Regions from separate parts of the Mus musculus genome. Here all the other regions are linked to region 3. A link is a contact called in public HiCAR-type and HiChIP or PLAC-seq data. All regions are on one chromosome and are shown on one strand. The core of a region is the stretch at or near the end of the contact, and the rest is flanking DNA. Distances in the headings are between cores, read along the strand shown.

Region 1 (2,909 bases), core at 74-2,573, 530 kb after region 3:
ACCCAAACTAAGTCCATGCGGAGGGTGTCGGCAACTGAGTTGTATGCATATTCTTTATAAGAGGCTATAATATCTATTGATATATCATCACAAGTAAGAACTGACAAATAGTGATAGAATTTAAAACATAAACAACTATGTATTATAAACTACTTTATCCTGCTGAAAGCCAAAGAAAGATGAATATCTGCAGATATACTTGAGAAAAAACCCTGCAGATACTCTTGAGAAAAAGAAAAAAACAAACAACAAAACAACAAAAAACAAACCTCTGCACCTGGCCTAATATTAGGACACAGAAGGAAGTGGAACTCACTTCTGGCTCCAGACTCCTCAAATATTCTAGGTCATACCGTATCCTCACTCGTGGTGGGATTTGGAATAAGGTCCAACAGGTTTTTAATAGAACAAATAAAAAAAATAAATAACTATGACAGCAAGAAAGGGGAAGGCAAACCTAGCACAGTCCAGACAACATGCTATGTAGGTCTAGGCCCAGTGAGGGTCCTCAAACAATGGAATAAAGGAAAGACTTGCATCCAGAAGAAAAATCAATCCAAATGTCCATGCCTTTCACCTGACTCAGGGCTGTGCATGATGATGCATCCTAGCCAGGAGGCAAACTAAAAGAGGTTCACCAAAGATATAATTCTACTGTATGAAATTTCATACAAGTGCTTTAGTAATTTCAAACAGTACCAATGGATGCTAAAAGCTATGACTTGAAGGTTTTTACAGTTTAAAAAAAACATAGGAATCCTCTAATACGTTTGCCTTAAAGTATATATGGACTCCTGTCTTACCCATAGACCTTAGCACCCTCAACTGGGCTCAGAGGGGAAAGGGGGTAATTCCAGGAAGGCACACCACAGTCTTCAAACAGAAATGAACAAGCTGGTGCTTGGTCCCTCACACTACTCATACTAAGACGGCTCACAATGACATCAACAGTGAGGTAAGTAGTACAAGCTCCCTGCATGCGCTATGTTACCTCCAAGCAGAACCATTTTCATGGCAGAGGGCTGGTTGCAAGATGAGCTGCTCAGTCAGCCTGAGAGCAGCATGGCGGTGCAAGCATTGGTTTCTCACCTGGGTCTGGGCAGAGCACTGAGAGCACAAGCAAGGCGTATAAGATAGCCACCTCCAACTAGGGGCTAGGAGACAGAGCACTCGGATTTGACTCCTGCGTTTGCCACTACTTAAAGATTTAGTGTTCTCTCTTAGAAGGAACAGGGGCAGTACTCAGGCATGAACCGAGCAGCTTGTGCACTCTATGTGAGTGGTCTACTTCTAAACCACTTACCCAGCCCCAGTTCTTAAGGACTCATAACCTTTGTGTCTAACCACCCTACACAGGAAGGGAAATGTCATTGCTCATTCTCCAACTGAGCTGTCAGGCTTTTATCAGTGAAACAAAAGTCCATAAAAGTCCCAGTAAAATGTTATATTCATCTAGAAAGTTCTTTCTGAGCCTAACACTCTAGAAGTCTACCTAGACAGGCTAAGCAATGTCCGACCACAGGAGTAGGTGATGAAATTATCAGAATGCCCTGTTGTACACACAGTCTTTGGGGTCCAATGTCTGAAAGCTCTCCTGTGCCAGGTCACCATCGATATGGAACTTTTCATGTGTTAATCACAGTCTAAGTATTTGAATTAACTTATTCATTTAAACCTTAAAAATACCAACTAAAATTAAATACAATAAAAATTAATTGCAATATTTAGTAAATGGAAACTTAGGTTAATTAATATTATCAAGGTCACCCTCCTGAAAGAGTTGAAACTCTGGCATGCTGACTTAGGAGCCCATATTCCTAATCACTTTACTTTATGTCTTGAAGATGCTACAACAAGACAAGTGATATATTTTCATTGATCATGCAAGTAAGTCACGTTTCAGTCAAGTGAGGAGTACCAGGAAGGGAATGAAATGGGTGCTGGTATAGTGGGTGTCTGAATCTGGTCAAGTCAGAAGCTCAAAAACTGGTTCCTGGGACATATTCTCAGGAATGGCAGTCCTTGTGAAAACCAAGTCCAGAGAGGCCTCTATGTTTCACTTGTTTCTAGTACTGTAGATTGAACACTGGGCCTTCTGGATGGTATATAAGCTCTCTGCCACTGAGCTATGTCCCCAGGTCACCTACTGCTTTATTTTGCACAGGTTGTACTAAATTGCACAACATAACTTGAACAACCCTGTAGTCCAGGCAGACACTAGGTTTACAATTCTCCTGCCTCCATTCTCCAAGTAGTTAGGATTACAGATCTGTGCCACCTGCCTCAACCTCAATTGCTTATTTTAATTATGAAATCATATACTAAGTATTGGGAAGGCATATACTATCAAGGTTTAGATATACGAACTGTCCTGGACATGGTTCATATGCAATATCGTCAGACATAAGCATCAGAACACTGGTTGCCAGCCCTAATTATAATGAAGGGCTTTTTTTTTTTTCCTGGTGTCTTCACTCCTATATTTTCAGCAAACCCTAAAGATTTAATGCAAAGATCTAGCTCTCTACACTGATAATACTAAGTGACACTTAATATTCTACATTTTGAAATTGTACTTTCTTCTTCAGGAAGCAGATGCTCTTCTTCCTGCATCCCCCATTCCTCTCTAACACTCTTGGTGACAGTCCCTGCTCTGGCTGAGGACATCCCTTTTGCTCAGCCTTTCACTCATGCATCTGCCAACTCCAGTGAGTATGTTCTCACTGCTTCGTCATAACTTCTCTGCACCTGCAGCTGCTCTTCACCATCCATCTGCGGTGGACCTGCATGGCATTTTATAAAAGATTCTATTCACCTCCCCAATTCTCTTCATTCATTTATTTAGACATACATACATCAATTAAATTTTTATTAGTCAGTCATTGATATCTTCATATTGACTAGGACTT
Region 2 (3,134 bases), core at 587-3,086, 590 kb before region 3:
ACTAGCAAGATTTTGCTGAAAGGACCCAGATATAGCTGTCTCTTGTGAGGCTATGCTGGGGCCTAGCAAACACAGAAGTGGATGCTCACAGTCAGCTATTGGATGGATCCCAGAGCTCCCAATGGAGGAGCTAGAGAAAGTACCCAAGGAGCTGGGGGGATCTGCAACCCTATAGGTGGAATAACAATATGAACTAACCAGTACCCTCCGGAGCTTGTGTATATGTATCAGAAGATAGCCTAGTCGGCCATCAGTGGAAAGATGGTCGTGCAAACTTTATCTGCCTCAGTACAGGGGAATGCCAGGGCGAAGAAGTGGGAGTGGGTGGGTGGAGAAGTTGTTGGGAGAAGGTGTGGAGGACTTTTGGGATAGCATTGGAAATGTAAAGGAAATAAATACCTAATAAAAAGTATATTTAAAAAATAAAAAAAAAATAAAAAAAATAAACGTACTCACTTTCATTTACTCTGACTCTTTCCTGTGATATAGTCAAGGACCTAGCTTTATCTGTGTGGAGATTCTTAAAGATGCAAATATGGATGTAGGTGACATATGAGTCAGCTTGTGGGTATCAGTGCTGGTCTGTTACCTCCAACAACTGGTGACATTTTGAAGTCATTTCCTTCCTGCTGGGCCAGTAGGGCAAAATGGTTCTCCCAAGCTATATTGACTAAGTGTCTGTCTAAGGCATTTAAAGCTACCCGACATAACCACACACTCCTAGTGTTATTTCTCCTAATAAAGAACAATTAAGGTCCATCCTGTCAGCAAATTTCCAGTGAATAAGATAGGATTGTGAGGTGTAGTTTTCACACTGTGTGTCAGATCTCAAAAACTGGTCCATCTCACGGCTGAAAGTCTGTGTCTGTGAAGGATAATGCTGTCAGCTTGATAGGGTGGAGAACTTACTAGGGGAGTGTCCTTCGGGCACATCTGTGAGGAGGTTTTTACACTGAGCCAACCGAGGTAGCCACTGAGCTATTCTATGGTCTGGAATCTCAGACTGAAAAATGAAGGGAAAAGAGGGCAGAGCTCCAGCGTGCACCTTGGACTGCTTTGAGGCTGTGGATGTAATGTGGCCACACCCCTCCTTCCATGCTGTGATAAGCTGTATCTCATGGATAGTGAACCAAAAGAAATCCTTCCTCCTTTAGGTTCCTTGTGTTAGATTTTTGATCACAGCAGTGAGAAAAATTAACTTTAACTTTAGTATAGTATCCTTGGACCAAGGTCATCCTTCACTTCTTGGGTCCTGGCTGGTAACAAATCTCTCCTCTCTGAGTTCTGAGTTGATGAGTTTGAATTTTTTTTTTTTACTTTTATTTTACATATGTAAAGGAAACCAGTCCGCATCAATCCTCTCTCTGGCTTATTACGATTAGCACACTGTCCTCTGGTTTTAACCATGCTGTTAAAAATGATGAGTTTTCCTTCTTTAAGGTAGAATACAATCTGCTGTGTAGTTCTATCATTAATGGCTTCATTCACCTTTAGAACCGTTTCTACTTCTTGTCTACTTGGCTACTCTTTTTGAAGAAAATAGAATGCTTATACACTCTTGGTGGGAGCATAGTACAACTATGGAGAAAATAAAATGGAGATGCCTTCAGAACCATAATCCCCCAGAACTCTCTGCATGCAGAGAAGGCCTGTGAATCTGGGAGACACAGCCTGTGTTCTGCAAGAGCACTGTGAGATGGAGCCCAACAAAACCTCAAGTGAGAAGCTAGGGAAATCAAGGGAGAGGCGAAGGTTAGTGGAGCATACTGCCTGTCTCTGGAGGGAGAGGCAGGGAGTGGTTTACTTCACTCTAGCGAGCTGTGAATAAAAGACAGTTTCTTTTCTCTACCTCTGGGGATTTCCTGAGCCAAATCTAGACAAAGGCTGAGCACGGCTTCTCCAGCACAGCTCTTCATGTAGCATGACAGGTTCTCCTCTCCTCTCCTCTCCTCTCCTCTCCTCTCCTCTCCTCTCCTCTCCTCTCCTCTCCTCTCCTCTCCTCTCCTCTCCTCTCCTCTCCTCTCCTCTCCTCTCCTCTCCTCTCCATTCCTCTCCTCTCCTCTCCTCTCCTCTCCTCTCCTCTCCTCTCCTCTCCTCTCCTCTCCTCTCCTCTCCTCTCCTCTCCTCTCCTCTCCTCCCCTCCCCTCCCCTCCCCTCCCTTCTCCTCTCCTCTCCTCCCCCCTTCCCTCTCTCCCCTTCCTTGCCTCCCTTTTCTCTTTTTCCTCTCTCTTGTTTTCCTTTCTTCCCTTTACTTTCCCTCCCCTTCCCTCCCTTCCTCCCCCCCCTTGGGCGTGTGTGTGTGTGTGTGTGTGTGTGTGTGTGTGTGTGTGTATACTTGTATACATTTGCACATGTGTGCATACTAGGGATTAGACCAAGGCCATGCCTGTATCTGGGCCATTTTTACCATTGTCTTCTAGAGTTCCTGAGTTGTTTTGTTTCGCTTTTGAGAACTTTCCTTTTTTATTCTGCCTATATGGATATTTCACCTGCATACAAGTCTGTGCAGCACACGGGCCTCGAGGCCAGGGAACCCAGGAAGTTCCGCTGCACATCTGCTGCAAGTCCAGACGGGCTGCAGGGCCCTGCCACATGCTTGCAGAGAGTGTTTGGTGAGGGATGGGAGACATAGAAATCCAGAGGCTGCAGAGGGCTCTGCTGTCATCGCAGGTCAAGGGATTGCCACCTGGGCACAGGACTCTGCTTTAGAGATGACATGGAGAGAAACCAGGAAATCAATGGTGTACAACTCCAGAGGATGCTCTTTACCTAGGATCCTCCTGACCTTGAGAAGCACAGTTCTGAAAGACCTACCTCAGTTCCCCTAAGCCCCCCAAAGTGGTGATCAGATCCACAATACAGTGATGGCTAGCTTCTCCTCCTCCCTGGGTCCCTTTCCCAACCGTGCCCCATTCTAGCTTAGTGTTAGGCTTCTGAGCCCCGTTTTTCTCAGGGAGGATCCCAAAGGTAGAATACTTCCTGGTGGATGGTGCCTGCTATGGCTTGAAAAATTTGACTGCACTCAGAGTCGTGTGATGCCAGGGTGTCAAGAGGGAGTGGGATCTTCAAGATGCATCTGGGTCACACCCTCATCGAGGGATTGGTGCACTGGCTCCACTGCACTGGTAAGCAGG
Region 3 (3,134 bases), core at 73-2,572:
ATGCCAGAGAACACTGCTAATTCTTCCATCAATTAAATTAAAATGAATTTTTCTGACTAAGAAGGAATACAGAAAAACCAGGCTCTGTGGACTCCAAAGAACTCCATGTACCTGCCCCCCTTCATGTATTTCACTGTAAACGCATCTCCAACAATGCTGTGATCCTGTGATTCCCTGCTCAGCAGGTGTCTGCAGAAGCCAGTGTACAGAATGTCTCTACTTAGCCAGAGATTTCAAATATTGATAACAACTATCACTCAATGTGCAGAAGGACCTAGCTGGAAGACATTGAGTATTCAGGGAAACGCATAAAGTCAATTGCTAAACTATACTCCACAACTAGACTCTCCTTAAGGGGCCAGTAAATAGAGCAGGTGAGTAATTTTACAACACGAGTAAAAATCATTTCCAATTGTACAGTGAGTATTCTCTGTCATGCTTAGAAATGGTTTCATCATGCCTCCCACAATTGCTTCCTCAAAATCAACCCACAACTTACCCAGTGACTTTTTTGAATGGAAAAAAATGGCCAACCTTGAGCTCTGAATCAAAAGACTAATGTTTCCCCAGGCTTAGGACTCTCTCCACTCCATGGAAAATATCTTAAGAACTTATCTGTTGTCTCATCCTTGACTCCTTCGGCCTCATAAGTTCCATTGTCTCTAAATTTCCATCTTCAGCATCTACACCCCTGTACTACACCCTCTAGTTGAAAAGAATTCCCTTCAAGAGTGAGTATACCAATCCCAGACTCTAGTCTGTGTTCCCTTCCAAACTGCTAAACTCTACTGAGTACATGATCAATCTTTTTGTCTACCTGAAATTTTATCCTTTTTCTCATGTTAGGGGACTTCTGAAAACTAATGAGTTTTGGTGGAGACAGCACCCACATCCTACTCCAATATATTTTAAAAGCCCCCCCCCCATTCTCAGTGAAGATGTCACAGTGTACTCTGAGTCACACAAAGTTCTAAGTCCTATACACTGTTTTATACTCTATTAAGATTATAATCAAATTTAATTTATAAAATTAGGCATAGTAAGAGTAATAACAGCAATCATAGAGCTATTGTAACAATATATTGTAATAAAAGTCATGTAAATGACTTCCTCCCCCCATGCCCTCTCTCCATCATGGGCCCAGTGACAAAGGGTGTATTCACTTTCCTGGAGGCTCAGAGATGAGCAATTTGTGCTCAGGGTGACAAGCAAGAAGTATGAATCTTTGTTTCTGAAACTTTCTATTCCATTCTCAGACCATGGTTGACAGAAACTGCAGCAACCAAAACCACAGGTAGGAAAGACTGCTCTGCTCATTTTCTCAGCTGCCCTTGCAACAAGATGTGACAATGTGGTCTATGCTCCTCTGGGGTGGGTGGCCCTGTCCCTTGTTTCAGAAGTCCTTAGTCCTTCTAAGGAAGCAAGGCTCTCAAGCTTGTCATTCAATGACAGTGACTGCAAAAGGGGTCTCAAGTGCCAGGAGGTCTGGTGTGTGCATACTGCAGGGTCCAAGCCTCAGAGGCAGCCAGGGTAAACTCATGACCCAGAGCTTCTCTCAGGGTGGGAAGTTGAGCCTGGCTCTTCAGATCGCCTCCAAACTCCCAAGTGACTCCACCTTCCACTTCAAAGCTTGATTTTCTTCCAAATAAGAATCCCAATTGACACAATTTTCTATCTATCATCTCAGATCCAACTGTTGTGTAATTGAATTCCATTTTCCCCTCAAACCTGTTACATGCTGGAATGTCCATTTTTGCCTGGTGGCATTACACACACTGGAGCTTCGGAATGATCTCTAGCTTGCTTCACTCTTTCCTCAAGCATCTGTTTAGCCAGATGAAATTGTTGATCTTTCTGGATAATATCTTCCTCATTCATTCCTCCTTTTTCTTTGCTCAAAACCTTCTGTCATCAAGCTAACATTTGTACCAATGCAGAGAGTAGTATCCTACCTATTCTCCCTGCCTTCAACTCCCTCTTTTTTACTATCATTGTTAATAAGTACTAACTGTGCAAATTAATGGAGTGTAGTATAATATTTTGCATATGCATACAACATTGCAGTGATCAAATCAGACCTCCCCTTTTCTATCACTTTCTCCAAACATCCTCCCTTCCACCCTTGCTGATGCCTGATAATCACTGGTATGCGTCCAGTCTTTTTATTATTATTATTATTATTAGATATTTTCTTTATTTACATTTCAAATGCTATCTTGAAAGTTCTCTGTACTCTCCCCCTGCCCAGCTCCCCTACCCACCCACTCCCACTTCTTGGCCCTGGCGTTCCCCTGTACTGGGTCATATAAAGTTTGCAAGACCAAGGGGCCTCTCCTCCCGATGATGGCTGACTAGGCCATCTTCTGCTACATATGCAGCTAGAGACATGAGCTCTGGGGGGTACTGGTTAGTTCATATTGTTGTTCCTCCTATAGGGTTGCAGACCCCTTCACCTCCTTGGGCACTTTCTCTAACTCCTCCACTGGGGATCCTGTTAACTTCCACATATGAGAGAAAGCATACTGTGGTTGTCTTTTGGAATCTTATTTATTTCACTTCATATAAAGTTCTCCACTTCCTTTCATGTCGCTAAAAGGGCATTATTTATTCTTATTTAGAGCTGATAATACTCGTGTGTGTTGTTGTTGTTGCTGTAGTTGTTGTTGTGTCTTCTTTATACAGTCATCTACGCTGTATCTTAGACATTGCCAGTAATAGCACAATTAAAGTGGGCGCTCAGGTATCCCTTTTATATGCTAGTTTCTGGTGTATATACCCTTTGGACCACACAGTAGTTGGTATGTTAAATGAACTCCATACTTTGTACCATGAGCAGCCCTTCATTTTATGTGTATATTTATTTAAATGCCAATAACACTATTTTTCACTTTGTTACACTGTGTTAAAAATCATATAGAGGCTGCCTAATCCTGCAAGCTAAATTAAAAACACCATAGCAAAACCCAGAGACCAACAACATTACCCTTTGATTTCCCATTTGTATATTGCCTCTACTCTGACCTCACATTAGACTGGATAAGATTTTTACCCTTTGATGGGTCTTCTCTGAATGAATAAATCACTACAGAGAGTGGGTGAGCAAGTTAAACCTTGGTGACATCACAGAAGTTGTG

The links. HiCAR-type assays count read pairs that join an accessible place to other places. HiChIP or PLAC-seq counts read pairs in DNA pulled down with a chosen protein or histone mark.
Region 1: a contact with region 3 is called in a HiCAR-type map of Th17 cells, with 2.8 times the contacts expected there. The contact joins two enhancer-like sites. A contact is called at or near these places in 1 of 15 datasets of contacts at CTCF or cohesin (the NIH/3T3 cell line) and 2 of 115 datasets of contacts at active chromatin or transcription factors (Th17 cells and astrocytes).
Region 2: a contact with region 3 is called in a BATF HiChIP or PLAC-seq map of CD8 T cells, with 6 read pairs. The contact joins two enhancer-like sites. A contact is called at or near these places in 1 of 484 Hi-C or Micro-C datasets (bone marrow-derived macrophages) and 1 of 115 datasets of contacts at active chromatin or transcription factors (CD8 T cells).

The regions. Positions count from the first base shown.
Region 1 is chr13:36,286,360-36,289,268 of GRCm38.p6, reverse strand. All of the region lies in intron 4 of Fars2 (phenylalanine-tRNA synthetase 2 (mitochondrial)), which reads right to left. Among named protein-coding and RNA genes, the nearest start is that of Gm40912, 80 kb to the right of the region's middle. Within about 2 kb of position 1,323, at least 7 of the 459 cell types and tissues checked have an H3K27ac peak or open chromatin away from gene starts, as enhancers often do. A contact at or near this core is called in Th17 cells, where this site is marked.
Region 2 is chr13:37,401,338-37,404,471 of GRCm38.p6, reverse strand. All of the region lies in intron 3 of Ly86 (lymphocyte antigen 86), which reads right to left. Among named protein-coding and RNA genes, the nearest start is that of Gm4035, 32 kb to the left of the region's middle. Within about 2 kb of position 1,836, at least 22 of the 459 cell types and tissues checked have an H3K27ac peak or open chromatin away from gene starts, as enhancers often do. A contact at or near this core is called in CD8 T cells, where this site is marked.
Region 3 is chr13:36,812,294-36,815,427 of GRCm38.p6, reverse strand. No RefSeq gene overlaps it. Among named protein-coding and RNA genes, the nearest start is that of Gm30489, 10 kb to the left of the region's middle. Within about 2 kb of position 1,322, at least 11 of the 459 cell types and tissues checked have an H3K27ac peak or open chromatin away from gene starts, as enhancers often do. A contact at or near this core is called in CD8 T cells and Th17 cells, where this site is marked.